2 separate regions of the Sus scrofa genome follow, and region 2 is linked to region 1. A link is a contact called in public Hi-C data. All regions are on one chromosome and are shown on one strand. Each heading gives the region's core, a stretch centred on a gene start, on an enhancer-like site or on the middle of the called end of the contact. The rest is flanking DNA. Distances are from core to core; before and after follow the strand shown.

Region 1 (7,569 bases), core at 2,301-4,800:
CCATAACGAGCTGCATCAGCCCCAAAGGTGTTGCCCTGCCCGGGTCCTGCATGCTGTGCTAACCTGGGCACCGCCAGCCCCCTCCGGCCTGTGGGAGACCCTGTGAAGGCTCTGAAGCCACACTGAAGGGAGCTCAAACCTTGGTGGTTGCAGGGATAGGGTGACGCCACGTGCCTCACTGGACAGCTGCCCTCAGAGGCACAATCTGTCTACAAGGCGGGTTATCCCCACTGGTTTAACAGTGACAACTTTTCCAGACGTTCTGCTGATCTGTACTCTAGAGAAGAGACTCCCGCCCCAGGTCATCTGGAAGGGCACCTCTACTCTCTGCCCTTCCTCCTGTGCTAAGAACGAGGAGGCAAATTTACCTTAAATGTCACAGCTCGGTTATATTCAGTATGAAATGCACCATCCCTGTCAAATGAGGAGAAAAAGGTGTTAACTTTATGAATGGTTGTGAAGACACTTACCTTTAGTTTCCTGCAGCATTTAATAAGATTCAGCTATTGAACACAGTTCAAGATTTTTTTTTAAGCAGTAATTGTAAACACTGGGGGGAAAAAATCATTCTGAAATAAAATTAATCTCACTAAAAATCGCTGTTCGCAGAGAATACCAATGAAAGCTTTCAGCATTTGCTTGGAAATTAGAAATGCCCACGTGTACTTACTGGTAATGGAATAATTCAACCTTTTTGTCCTTTGCGCTCAGGTCAACTTTCATCTTCTTACACAATTTCCTACTCTCTGCGTCCCTGAAAGACACAAATGTGGGGACCACCTGGTACCTGCAGACCTCACAAAGGTGGCGACAGGGTAAAATCTGCTGGTGGCCAAAGAATAAAGTGGGTATCTTAGAATTCTCAATACAGGAGAGGTCGTCACTATACACAGGTTCTCAGAAAACTGGAGGAAGGAGAGAAACCACGAGGTTATGGACTGATCTGGGAAGAGGGGCAAGTAGGTGGGAAGGTTGTATCACTACCTGGAAGGAGCAACGGGATGGGTCCAGACTGGGGGAAAAAAAAAAAACCCGAAAGCTTAGGGGGCGCATGGCCCATTCTAAGAAGAAAAACAAACTCAGAACAGTGGTTCCTAGTCCTGGCTGCTCTTTAGAATCACCTGAGGAAGTTTTTTTTTTTTTTTTAAATACTGATTCCCTGGCCCATCCCAGATCGTGACTCCAGAAGCTCTGCCTGCGGCCCTGGCAAGTTTTCATTTTTTAAACCTCTGATGTGTGTCACATGCCACCAGGGTGGGAGGGAATGTCCTACGATACTGCAGAGGTTATGAAATCTGACCGGGAAGTGACAAAAGCCAAGGGAGAAAGGGAAGGGTTCAGAGACGCGCTAGCGTCTGCACTGTCAGACCCCCGCAACTCTTCTAATGAGAAACGTCTGCCGGATGCCCTTCTCTGCTTACCAAGTGCTCACGCACGCCCTCCTCTAATCCTGGTTCCCTTTCTGTTAGACCAGGGACCTCAGAACGTGGGCTCTCGACCAGCAGCAGCAGCACAACCCGGGATCCTGTGACAAGTGCAAAGTCTCAGCCCCATCCCAGACCTAGTCAAAATTCCTAGCGGGTCCTCCAGTCAACTGTGTTTTAAGGAGCCATCAGGGTAATTCTGAGGCCTGCCACTGTCCTGGGCTCTTCCTCCTTCCCCTGACCTCTCTCCCACTATCACGAGGTTCAGCTTTCCAGCCCCCTTGGAGACCTTACCTGCTCTCACCCGCTCAGCCAAGTCTGCCCAACAGCCAGCCGGGGCAGCCCGCTACTTCACCCGCAGGGCCCTGCTCCGTACTCCACAGCCCTCCTGCCACATCCCAACAGACTCAGTGATGGTATCTCGGTCCCCCGATCCCCACCGGTTCCCACTGACTACCCCTCATGGGAAGCCTTGCTCTGCCAGGTAAGAGAGCCACCTGACGGAAGTCCCGTCAACTCCCACCTGTTTCCCTACCTCGCCACCTTCCACAGCCATCAGCCTCATACGGCTGTGCACCCGCCCCAAAGCAGATGGACTCATTAAACCATTCAGCTCAACTCCAAAAGCCACACTCCTCAATGGACAAGCAAAATGATGGGACCTCATTTTAAGTGTAAAGATGCAATTTGCAATTCAAGAAGCATATCTCTCAGGACTGGTATATGTGGGCGGGAAGGGGGAGTGTCGGGTGTTTTCAGGCTCCCCCCACACCCCAGGCCTAGAGCTTTCCCTCCTCATGTGGTCCTACGGATGACAGTCATCAGAGCAGCCACTGCAGCTTCCACCTCACGGCCTAGCCAACAGGGGACTCGAGAATTGCAGAATGAACTCAGGCAGGAAAAGGGTAGTGACATGGCTCTGGCTGGCCCCCCAAAGTGGGGAGGGCCTTCTAAGATAAGGAGACCAGAGAGCTGGGATAAGCTGGGGTGCAAAGGGGATCCAGAAGGGCCGAGGGCATGCATCAGGAGGCACTGGAAAGGCAGCCCACACGCCAAGTGGATCAACGCTTACCCTAAAGCCCTGTGGGGATGCCAGGCACCCCTACTGATGACAGCCACTGCAGTTTGGGTCTTCCCTGTCCCGCAGGTGCTCTGTGGTGAAGTCACACTGACAGGCAGCAGGTCTGTGTGACAACTGTGTCTGAGGTGCCCTTTCCCTGCCCCATGAGAGACGGGAGGGCTCAACTGGGACGTTTACAACCATTCCCTTGGCACTCTGCCTGTCGGCTTGGTTCTGCTGTGTGCAACTATTGCCGTGACCACCTCCTGTCCACCCAAATGTGACAACATATAGCAGCTGGGACAGGAGCCAGCTCCGGGTGCCTGCGGCCTCCCTTGCCCATGCTGACATCCAGCGGGCGTGCCCAAAAGGCAAGGAAGCCCAACGCTGGCTCTCTCCTCCCTCGAGCCTGGCTGGCAGCCTCCTCCTGTGACTTCGCAAAGCAGAGAGGAGTGCACACAGCCCAGGCATTGCAACCCCGATTCCTTCCCCCCACCAGCTTGCAGGGAGCCCACTCCTTGGGAAAGCCTCACTGTCCTGGTGAGCTCAGGCCAGACTTAGGACCAACACCGGGCTGGGTGGAGCAGGGAGGGCCAGGAGCCTCCCCAAGGGCCAGGCATGCCCAGCCCTGCCCACAGCCTCTGGCTCCACGGCAGTTCATCTCCCTCCCTGCCACAGGACTCCCTGTGGCAGATTCTGTCAACCCTCTTCCGTCCTCAGTCCTTAGGTTATGGGACATCCCGGGAGGATTTTCTCCTCTTCCCCGCCCCCACCCCTGCTCCCACATGCATATGAATGCTGTACACATTCTCAGAGGGGAGCTGGCTTCTTGTCCTCTCTGAGCACCTGTGACACAGACCCCAGAGCCTCAGGCACCCTCCTCCTGCACAGCCACATGCCCTGCCCCAATTTCTCTCCACACCTGACCACCATGTCCACTGACTATTGCCCCCATTCGAAAAGTTTGCTCCACCAAGGTGAGGGCTTTGTTTGGTTCACAGCTGGTTCCCCAGGGTTACAATGGCTGCTGGCACATAGCAGCCACTCTATAAATAGCCTGGCGAGTGAGTGAGTGAGTGATGCTGGCTTGTTGCGCTGGGACAAGGCGCTCACTGCTGGCTCTGGGCTCTGCCTACTGAGCTCCAGGAACCCTGCCAGGGGACAATTCCTCACAGTGCTCTCAGATCAGCCCCACCTCCCTCCTATGATTCTGCCCTTCAGAGTGTGTGTGTGTGTGCATACATGTGAGTGTGCGTGTGTATGTGCACTCATACCCACTAATTGTGCAGTATAGATGATAAAAGCCCAAAGAGTTCAAGAAGGGGAGAGAAATTACCCAAGCTCAGGGACTTAAAAGGATCCAGGTTGATAGATGAAGCACAATTAATTGATCTACTGGCTCCCTCCCCTCCCTGGCCAGGGACGGGGGCCCTGGGGTGAAGGAGACCAAGGCAGAGAGCAGGGAAATGAGCTGCTTTGCTGGGATGAAGCGAGGGGCAGCCAGAGAGTGGACTGGCCAGGGAGATGCCCTCACTTGTCACTCCCCTGACCGCCCTGCGGGAACCAGCCCTCTCTGCTGGGGAGGCTGGAGCCCCCCTGCCCTCTGCCCATCACCTGCTGCATTCCCCCCACCCTGGCTCTCCTCTACAAAGAATGTGGAAGAAGATCGGTGCAGCCTGGACACACCTCCCTCCCCACACCGGCCCAGACAGACACGTACACTGGGCGTTTTCATGTGACTTTGTTGTGGGTGGCTGGCCAGCAGTGTGGAGTGGCTGCAGGTACGTGGTGCTGTGTTTACTAGATCTTCACGTTCTGTGACGATCACTCCAAGGACTGGCAACCCACACTGCCGGCAGTCAGACCCAGGGATGGAAGGGGGAGGGGGTGGTGAGAGCGAGAAGAAAGAGAAGAAATAAGGTGCTGAAGGCTCAGGAAGGGGAGGCGCATGATTTTCCAAGCAGCCCAAGTGGCAAACCCTCCCTGGAGTCACTGCTAGCTGGAGCGACTGATGGCTCCTAGATCTGGTGCTGTCACTAGCTAGCCTGTGACCTCTGGCGGGGCCCTGGTTTCTGCAGCTGTAAAATGCGGGAGTTGTCTACATGAGCTGGGTGGAGCTTTCTATTCCCCTAGAGGGTCATGTATTGCTAACACATCAAGGCAGGCTGCATTTGCAGGGGTGCTGTGTCTCTCCCAGAACTGGGGCTGGCTCCCTGACAGATGAACCAGAAGCCAGAAGCCCGGACGGGTGGTAGAGAATCACAAAGATCTGAACCTCGTCATCTCTCTCTTAGCCCACCAGCCAGATCCGGCTCAGCCGGGCAGCCTCCTGCAGTGCGTGGAAAGCAGATGACTCTGAGGGCTAGAGGCAAGGCCCCCAACCTGTCTTGGCCACTGTGTGCCCTTGGCTATCCCAGCCTTCCTAAGGTCCATTTCCCCATCAAGGAAGGGAACATCTTTCTTCCACCTGCCGGGTCTAACACAGGGAGTCTGAGCAAAAGGACCTATGACCCAAGAGAAGGTAGGAGAGAAAAGGTGGGACGTGCCCCCGTTACAGAGACGCAAAGAAAACGCAAGATGAGGCACAAGAAACACCATCAGAGTGACTGCGAGGTGCCAGATACTGAGGACTATATGCAAGGATGTGGCTGAGGACAGAGCCAAGAGCCAGAGAACAGGCCTGATGTAGCGGGGCCTTCACCATGGCCAGGCCTTGTCGGCAGGTCACTAGCCCTGCTGAGGAAGGGACTCCCAAGACACGGATCCTCCCAGGGGTGGCTGTTCCCCTTGGCACCAACCTCAAGAAGGCACATGATCAAGTATGAATTACGTAGCACAATTCACAGACGTGACGGGACTATGAGAAAGAGGAGTGTGCCTTTTGTGCTCCACCTGTCTCCCCCGCCCCGCAGTTCTGGGGGGGACACGGCACCCTCCTTCAAGTGCACGGCAGCATGCCACAAGGTGTCTGAAGCTGTTATAGGCTTCAAGTCCCCTTCAAGGAGATTAAACTCCAAAGGTCTGGCTGTGTCTCTTTGTAATGCCCCTTCCCCCACCTTGAACAACCTGGGGGCTCACTCCCTACTAGGAAAGGAATGTCACCCATTCCTCAGCCCGCCTCTATATAATCTGTTCCCCATGCAAATAAGGTATCCAGCACAGGGATACAAAGGCAACTGTAAAGTGGGGCAGGCCCTCTTTTTATACGCGTGTGGGAGCTCTCTCTCTGACAATGTACTTTCACTTTAATAAATTTGTAAAAACATCCACCATTTCAATGACTTGCTAGAGTGGGGCGGGAACTGAGGAAACTGCAATTCTATCATTCTGGAACAAATTCTAACAAAGCCGTGTCACAATGTACTTGCTCTGGAAGCCTACCTTATCCCAAGGTAAGTAACTTCAACATGTTTACGTGTAGGAGTTCCCAGTGCGGCACAACAGAATCAGTGGCGCCTTGGGAGCACTGGGACGCAGGTTCGATTCCCGCCCCAGCACAGTGGGTGAAGGATCCAGCATTGCTGCAGCTCAGTCGCAGCTGCGGCTGGGATGTAATCTCTGGCCCGGGAACTCCACATGCCTCAGGGTGGCCAAAAAGAAAAAAATTTTTAAATGCCTACATATAAAGGAGCAAATGCTGGGAGGTCCCGTTGTCATGGCTCAGTGGTAACAAACCCAACTAGTATCCATGAGGACGATCCCTGGCCTTGCCCAGTGGGTTAAGGATCCGGCATTTCTGTGAGCTGTGGTGTAGGATGGAGGCCAGTCGGATCCCGTGTTGCAGCTCTGATTCGACCCCTTGCTTGGGAACCTCCATCTGCGGCAGGTGTGGCCCTAAAAGTAAATAAATAAATAAGTAAATAAAAGAGCAAATACGAAGTTCAGGTAATTTGCGGAAGAAGACACAGGCTTCAAAATGCATTATGCTTGCCCAGCAGGCCTCACATCTTGGGTCTGCAAGTAGCACTGCTCCAGGAGAAAGAGAGAAGATGGGAGAATGAGGGGGAAGAGGGAAAACGTGGTTGGGTAATGACCCTAAACCCTCAGGAAAAGAAACAGTGAGGGCCCCATAGGGCAGTCTCAGCCCAGTGAGACTCAGCCTCCAATAAGCATACCAGGCCCAGCTCCCGCCTGCTGGCTGCCACCCCGCCGCCCAGACAGCAGCCCTCCACGCCAAAGCCCAGCCGATGCCAGGCTGCAGGGCGCGCAGGGAATACCAACTCCCTCACACACAACCCACTTAAGAGCAGGACAACTACCACCAGCCAACCTGAGCGTGGGTGCTGAGGTCTGAGCCAGGAGGTGGAGCGAGGGGAAGGGAGAGCTGACAGGGCCCTGGACAGAAGCCAGACACCCTACAGACACGGCCCAGCAACAAGCTACAGTCCTGGACCTGGGAGAAAACCTGTGGGGGCGGGGGGACCGTGCAGGCACGCAGGCAGGGGTAGGGAGGAAAAGGCCAGAAAAGCAAGTAAAAGAGAAGAATATCCACACAGAGGGGAGAGGAGGAAAAAGACCGAAAGAATGGGGTAGGCATGGGCCCAAGAAGGGAAGAGGCAACAGAAACTATCAAGGGAGGCATTCTCATCATGGCTCAGAGGTAACAAAGCTGACTAGGATCCACAAGGATGTGGGTTGGATCCCTGGCCTTGTTCAGTGGGTCAGGGATCTGGCGCTGCTGGGAGCTGTGGTAGGTCACAGATGCAGCTTTGATCCCACGTTGCTGTGGCTGTGGCTGTGACTGTGGCCGGCAGCTGTGGCTCTGGTTCAACCGCTAGCCAGGCAACTTCCATATGCTGTGGGTGTGGCCCTGAAAAGACAAAAAAAAAAAAAAAAAAAAGCAAAAAGCAAAACAAAACAAAAAAACTATCAAGGGAGCAGGAACAAAGAAGGAGAGAAGCTAACAATGCGGGATGGGAGCGATTTAAGAGGCAGACACCCAGGATGGGAAGAGAAACACAAAGAGGGCAAGACACACCCTCCAACGGGTGTACCTGCACACATGCTGCACGCTGAGCCTGGCAGCTTCCAGGATGTCAGGCTGTGTAGGGATGAGAGCAACTTGCAAGACTCAACTCCATGTTT
Region 2 (7,569 bases), core at 2,020-4,519, 120 kb after region 1:
CCTGAAGGTTTTCGTATGCATCTCTGTCACTCTGTCTTGGTTTCTCAGAAGTTTGGTGGTGATTTTGCTGTGGGGGCTTGTTTCTCCTTGAGAGTTTCCAGGTGGATAATAACTGCTTCTTATTTACCTTTGTGTCCCCAGTACTTTTCCCTGTCGCTTCAGACTGGACATTCAAAAAATTTTTAAATTGGAGTTCTCTCATGGCTGAGAGCACGTTAAGGTTCCGGCGTTGTCACTGCTCTGGCTGTCTTTACGACTGTGGTGGGTGTTGGATCCCTGACCTGGGCACTTTCGCATGCTGCAGGTGCAGCCAAAAAAAATTGAATTGACTTAAACTCATCAGTCTGCATGCATCTGCAGGTACTTTCTCCTTCTTGTTGGCAATTATATGTGTTTGTTGCTCTTTACCTAACAGGTTTGGTAGGATGTTAAAGATACACCGTACACTCTCAACTTGGGCTTTTTTTTTTTTTTTTTTTTGCCTTTTTTAGGGCCACGCCTGTGGCATATGGAGGTTCCCAGGCTAGGGGTCGAACTGCAGCTGCAGCCTCTGGCCTACAGCACAGCCATAGCAACTTGGGATCCGAGCCACGTCTGCAACCTGCACCATAGCTCACGGCAACACCGGATCCTTAACCCACTGAGCGAGGCCAGGGATCCAACCTGTGTCCTCATGGTTCCTAGTCAGATTCATTTCTGCTGAGCCATGACAGGAACTCCAACTTGGGTCATTTCTCAGTAGTGCTTTCTGGTTTCCAAAACACCACCTCATCCTTATCTTGGGAAATAAGTAGGGTCGGGATCACCATTTTACAGATAAAAAACCAAAGGTCAGTGGATTTACATGAAGCTTAATTTCATAATTAGTTCTTACCAAATTTAATGTTGAAATGGCACCCAAAGCACTTTCTTTTGAAATAAGTGCTCAAAAAGAAACCTCTCTTGGAGATCTCGTTGTGGCTCAGTGGGTTAAGAACTCAACATAGTGTCCATGAGGATTTGGGTTCGATCCTTGGCCTCGCTCAGTGGGTTAAGGATCTGGTGTTGCTGCAAGCTGCAGCGTAGGTGGCCAATGTGGCTCAGATCCACTGTTGCTGTGGCTGTGGTGTAGACCTCAGTTGCAGCTCCGACTTGACCCCACCCTGAGCCTGGGTATTTCCATATGCTAAGAGTGTGTCTATAAGAGAAAAAAAGAGAAGCCTCTCTTAAATGACTTCTCTTAAACTGGTGCTCCGTTGGTCGCTAAGAGCCGCCAATAACATAATGATAAGAGCCAGGGCTCAGGCCCCAGGATGGGACTACCTCTACCTCCCACTGCGCCCTGAGATTTGTGATTCACCATCAGGTTAAAGCTCTTCAGGATTCACAGCTTGAGCTTCTCACCTAGCTAATTGGTACTCCTTTTTCAAATTGGGTTGTTCTCTCCATTGGAAGAAAAGCCGGTATTTGCCTCTGTCTGCCTGGTCTTGCCAGTTTTGCTGCTAAAAATGGAATGTCAAACCTGGGTGTCCCTTGCCTGGGACTTGTCTCATGATGGTCATCCGCACACAGGCGTTTGGGAGCTCAGAAGCAGGTCTGCTTCCAAGAGAACGCATTCCCCTTGTGTATATTTAAAAATGCATATCCAAAATGTGAGGGGATCACATTTTTCCTTCAGTGTACAAAGCACTGGCTTCACAGAATAGTTATGAAATTAGCCCTGGAGTTCCCATTGTGGCTCAGCAGATTAAGGGCCTGACATCGTCCCTGTGAGGATAGGGGTTCTTCGATCCCTGGCCTGGCTTAGTGGGTTGCGGGTCCAGCGTTGCCTCAAACTGTGGCCATAGGTTGCAGATGCGACTCGGATCTGCTGTTGCCGTGGCTGTGGCTTAGGGCTCAGCTGCCACTCTGATTCGACCCCAGCCCAGAACTTCCACGTGCCTCAGGTGTGGCCTTAAAAAGAAAAAAATGTTAGCCCTCTGCATGTCCCCATCCATGATGCCTGTCTTCCGAAACCCAGCACAGCGCCCCAAGAATAATGCTCCCTAGCTGCCCTTCCCCAGGAATGATGCTGTCTAGCTGCTCTTCCCTCCCCATTGCCTCACGGACTGAACCCATTTCCGTTCATTTCCTTTTCCTGCACTTGGATTTCTCCCACCAGGGCCTCGCTAACGACGCCTGACACGCTGGGATGCACAGCCCGCTCCCACTCCTCTGCCTTCAGTTGCCGAGCTGATCTCTCCTTCCCTTCCAAGCATCGATAGAAATTATTATGTCGAATACTTATTTTGACATTGTTTTGATAATGACATTGTGTGTGTATCTCGTTTCCTGGAGGGCAAGGCTTATGTTTCACGTTGTTCCTGTAGGATGCACAGCATCTAGCTTTTACTTAACCTGGTAGACTTTCCGACTTTTCAAAGGAGTATGTTAGCCAATAAATGCCTGAGGAATGTCATGGCCTCTTGGTGTTCTGCTCTATGGATTATCTGTGCTCACTCCCTCTGCCTCTAAGTACCTTTCCTGGCCACTCACTGTGAGGCTGAATGCCGGAGTTGTCAGGCCTGGGCTTTTAAGGGGATGAGTGGGTGTGAACTTAGCTTATATTGTGTGAAAGCAATCGTCAGTACATTACAAATATGTTCTGGATTTTTGGTCCCTGGGAATTTTGAAGGGAAGAGAGGTGGGAAAAGAAGGGGTGGCTGCATTAGGGCTGCTGTGGAATAAATACTATGAGAGAAGGGTTTGAAGGTCCCCCACAGTGCCTGATGCCACATCTGATGCAGAGATGTAGAGTGGGGGGGGAGGGTCGGTGTTCCCTACGAAAGGGGACAGAGGGCCCTCCCAGCCCATTCAGGGCCACTGCAGCTCTTTGTGACTTTCCTGCTGTCAGCAGCCAGGGTTAAAAAAAGTGGTGGGAGGGGGGGCAGATGGTTTCTTGTTTCTTCAGCAAAGTCTGTGGCTTGGTTCTCAGACTTGCTGCTTTTTTTCTCCACAATACTCCTACTGCTGTACCCAGGCCTCTGCAGAAAAGCTCACCCTCTGAGATTCCGAGAGCTGTGGCCAGCCTCTGAGAGCTGTGTGAGAGAAGGTGGAGGTGCTGAGGTCAATTGAAGGCAGTTGAGGTGAATCCTACCCTCAGACTCACCTGGCTTTGCCCTTTCAAGCCTCCGTGCCTGAGTTTGTGGCTTCTCACTCCTTTCCTTCTTGCTCCCACATCACCCTTCCCCACCCCTCCTGCAGCTGCTCAGTAGCATAAGCTTTGAGGGCCTCTTGGCTACAACATCCACCCTGCTCCCCCCGGCACGGCCTTCTGTGGCCTGGCCAGCTCCCTCCAGCACAGTCCCTTGCAGAGCAAGGCAATCCTTTGGGATTGGGTGCTTCTTCCCACCCCATCCTTGATTCCCACCCAGGTGGAGCTTCTGGGTGGGCCCTAGTGTCACATATACAGGTGTCTTGGCTGTCAGAGTGACTTGGGAATCCTATTGTCATTTGGTGGCAGAAGCCAGAGATGCAGTGCACAGGTGAGGTGCCTCCCTAAAAACATTCCACCACCACACACACACACACACACCCATAGAGAAATGCTGTGCACCTCAGGCCGGACAGTGAGCTTCTGATCTTCTCTGGAGGCAGGAGGCAGCATGGAGAAGGTCCAGGTTCCCGTTCCTGGCCCTGTGACTCATTTCCTAGCCTGCTTCCTCGTCATGGGGTGGGGTAAAAACAGTGTCCCCACTTCACAGAGTTCAGACAGGACCGGATCTGTTGACAATCCTGAGGACTCTGGACAGTGCCCAGTGTGCATGGAGTGCTGGGCAGCTATTTGCTATTCCTGCCTGGACCTCCAGTTGAAACTGCTGTCCCTGCAGACACTTGCCTCATGACCAGTGGGCACATGGCCATGACTGAGAACTTTGGCTCCAGCGTGGGCAGCCACATGGTTCCCGGGCTGAGCCTCCCTGGTGCCAGCTCCTGCCCTCGCTCATCAGAGCCTCCTGGAAGGCTATTCTCCTATTCCTTTCATCAGCTGTCTACTTGCTTTTTTTGTGTGGGGGGGGCACAGGTGTGGCATATGGAAGTTCCCAGGCAGGGGTTGAATTGGAGCTAAGCTGCTGGTCTATGCCACAGCCACAGCAACATCAGATCCAAGCCTCGTCTGTGACCTACACCACAGCTCACGGCAATGCCGGATCCTTAACACACTGAGCGAGGCCAGGGATCAAACCCGCAACCCCATGGTTCCTAGTTGGATTCGTTTCTGCTGCGCCACGACAGGAACTCTGTCAGCTATCTACTTGAACCACACTTTGTCCTTTCCTCTTGGTCTCCACAGTTGTATATGTGTATTGTTGCTTCCTCTTTTAGCTGGTGGTACTCAAAATGCAGATTCTTGGGCCCCACTCCAGAGCTTCTGGGCCAGGAAGTCCAGGTGGGCGTCAAGAATCGGATTAACCTGATGCTGCTGGTCTCCCCGGAGCCAGCCTCTAGCTCTGCTGGTCCAGTTTATGCATCTCTGGTCCTCAGTCTCAGAAGGCACGACACTCGTTAGCATGTTTCAGCTGATCACCATCTGGCTCGGGTACATATATTATCATTTCTAAAAATCTACTTAAAATTCCACATTTATATTTTCTTCCAGCTGGGGTCACACCTCAATCTAGAATAGATGATTGAAGGTGAAGGGTGACATTGCTTTTTTTTTTTTTTTTTTTCCAGAAAGTGGTGTGGTAGGAAGCAGGGACTCTGGGCTGAAACACAATGACGTGGGTTTCTAGCCTCAGCATCATTACTAGCCTGCTGTGTGACCTTGGTTGAGTCCATTAACCTCTCTGGGCCTCACTCTCCTTATTTCTAACCTGAGGGGGTCAAACAGGTTGGACTTGCCAAAGTTCTCTTCCAACTCTAAATGTCTGTAGGTCTATGAGTCTATTTAAATGTGTTGACAGCATTAGAATGGCTAATTAATGAGTTTTTAGTGGGAACACAATTAGGTGATAATGAAGGCCTCGGGAGTAAATCTCCACTTCTTGTAATGAGCAAGCAGATGAGAGCTGGAGTGTGTTTTCACCTATTGGAGCCCCTGGGAAGAGGGAGCCTAGACCTGCAGGCTCCTACCTGGGGACTTAAGGAGGCTGGGCATCAAGAACAAAGCTCCATTTAGAGGAAGCTAGGTGGCACTGCCCTAAAACAGGATGGGTCACCTTTGCAGGGTAGGCTTGGAGCCCTGTGGATGGAGAGGAAGTTTGGCAGGTCTGCAGTCCTGGGGATGCCGACTCCTGCCTCACAGCCACTTCCAGGGCACTTTACCTGCCCGCTCCTGTTTAATCCTCTTACACCTGGTGAAATAGATAAGCATGGGATTTTCTCTCTTCCATTTAACAGATGAGAAGTGGAGGCTCAGAGGAATGGCTCAGGCAGGATCAAGGAGCTGCTAAGTGATAGATCAGGACTGAGCCCATGCTTTTTGTTTCCCAAGCCCAGGTCCTTTTCGCTCTCCCCAGCTAGCTCCTCCTGCCTGGCAGGCCAGCTCTGCTGGCTGCTCCAAGTGACCCCGGGGTGGGTCTCTCAGTTCAGAGTGCTCCAAAAGGGTCTGCAAGACCACCCTGATACATGGCTTTGTGGGCCGGGTTTTGGGGGAGGGAAGGATCAGGCCGATGTGGGGGCAGTGGTGGCCAATCTGTGGTTGGAGGCCCAGGGAGGCTCCTTTGAGGGGCCTTCTTCACAGACCATGGCCCTGCCTCCGAGAACTCTGCACAGCTGGGCTTGTCATTGTGCCCAGCACAGCCGTGCCTAGCACAGCAGCGCCCAGACCATTTTTAATGACCATCTAGGGTTGCATCTAAGAGGTGGGTTTCTCTCTTTGCTGAGTCTCACGGTTTGTCACCTAGGGACAGCCATCCCAGTGAGGATGAGAAAGAGTGGCCCATAGAGCTTGGGGGAATCTCTGTCCCCCGGTGATGACCTAGCAAGGAGAGCAACCCACTCTAAGTGGCGTGGGGGAGGGACAGGGCCTCCTGGGCTGAGGGCGAAGCCCTGGAGCAGATGAACGTCTCAAAGACTCTGCCTGCTGGAGGCTGGCTGCAGAGATACGTGACCTTGACCTTTCCTTCTAAGTGAAATAGGGCGCAAGCTTTATGCAGACATGCAGCATCTTTGCTGCAGAGGGAGGGAGGGAGCACGCTAGCCCATGTTTGTCTGGGTTCTGCCCTAGAAATGCTCCAAGTAATAAAATCAGGATGACTTAAGAAATTCATTACCCCTCTTGGGCTCCCACCGCCACCCATGCACCCTGGTGGAGAGAGGGGAGAGGCCTAGGGACCCAGCCAAGTACTGTGGCTTCAGTGTCCTCACCTGTAAACTAGGTGATGGCGTGATGTGGGTGGTCTTGAGGTCCCCACCTGCTCAGACCTCAGGCAGGTCTGGAGGAGGTCTTTTGTGGCAGGGGGGAGATGCAGAGGATGTGTTGAGAACAGATGCCAGATAGAGAAGAGAGGAGGGTAGAGAGAGAGGAGAAGAGAGAAAACTGAGAGAGGAGAGAGGAGCAGAGAAGAAAGCCAGGATCCAGTGAGAAACAGAGCTGGCAATTCTAGTCTCCACGCCATCACCGACAAGTTGAACCTTCTGGGCCTCCGTTTCCACCTGAAAAGGGGAGCTGAGGATCCCCACCCCACGGTGTGACAGGTAAACCAAGCAGGTGACAAACCATAAGGTGCCACACAGCGTCATGTGCTGAATTCATAAGAAAAAGCCCTGAGAAGCAGCAGGGCGGATGGGGGTGGGGAGCCAGGGGAGCTTCTTTCCTAGGGATGAGGATGGAGGACAGTGGGTAGAAGTGGGAAAGACACGACCCGAGATGGACAAAGGAAGAAAGAAATCCCTCCCTCTGTGAGGCTGCCTGTGTTCCCGCTGGGAGACAGAATCCTGGGCCGCCGGTGGCCAGCTGTGCGAGGAGACTTTGCCTGGGTGGGAACAGGCCGAGGTGGCTAGTGCAGGCGGGGTGCTCCTCCTGCTTCCTTCCCAGAGGCTGGGGGGCAGGGAGAAGGTATTCAGGGTCCCCATGGAACTTCCCAGTGTCCGTCAGAGTCAGAACTCTTGAAGGCTGAGGATCTGGTGTGGTCTGCATGGTCAAAGCCCCTGGCAGAATCCTGGACAGGAGGAAAGGGTTCAGAAGGCAAAAAGGGGAAATGTGGATGGAGAACATTCTGGAAAGCCAAGCCAAGACAGGACCCTGCATCCCTGTGGGCCCAGCTCCGTGCACAGTCCCTCCTGCTGCTGCTCGTGCCTGGATCTCTGTCTTGGCATGAGGCGAGGCCAAGACGGAGCATGCACAGGGCTGGGGTCAGGGCAGCCGGCTCCCCTGGCAGGCGAGATTTATGATTTGGCTGAGCTGGGGAGAGAGGGAGCCTGCAACGATCCACAGGATGAAAAGCAGCCCAGTGTTTCCTCGAGGCGCCACGGTGCCAAAGGCAGGGGCATCCATCTGGCCTGGCTGTGTAGTACATTTGTCACCCTGGAGCCTGGGTCCTGGCTGGCCTCCCTTCTGCCATCTGTAGCCACAGCCCTCGCCTTCAGCAGCCTCCGCCGCAGGGC

Evidence for each region. A called contact is a pair of places that touch in the nucleus more often than the background predicts.
Region 2: a contact with region 1 is called in a Hi-C map of liver, with 10 times the contacts expected there. The contact joins two enhancer-like sites. A contact is called at or near these places in 2 of 47 Hi-C or Micro-C datasets (heart right ventricle and liver).

The regions. Positions count from the first base shown.
Region 1 is chr13:137,361,756-137,369,324 of Sscrofa11.1, forward strand. It overlaps PDIA5 (protein disulfide-isomerase A5), which reads right to left. Exons shown (of 17, transcript XM_003132633.5): 4 at 671-754; 5 at 369-414. Among named protein-coding and RNA genes, the nearest start is that of PDIA5, 33 kb to the right of the region's middle. Within about 2 kb of position 3,551, at least 8 of the 83 cell types and tissues checked have an H3K27ac peak or open chromatin away from gene starts, as enhancers often do.
Region 2 is chr13:137,483,297-137,490,865 of Sscrofa11.1, forward strand. All of the region lies in intron 1 of SEMA5B (semaphorin-5B), which reads left to right. Among named protein-coding and RNA genes, the nearest start is that of SEMA5B, 43 kb to the left of the region's middle. Within about 2 kb of position 3,270, at least 6 of the 83 cell types and tissues checked have an H3K27ac peak or open chromatin away from gene starts, as enhancers often do.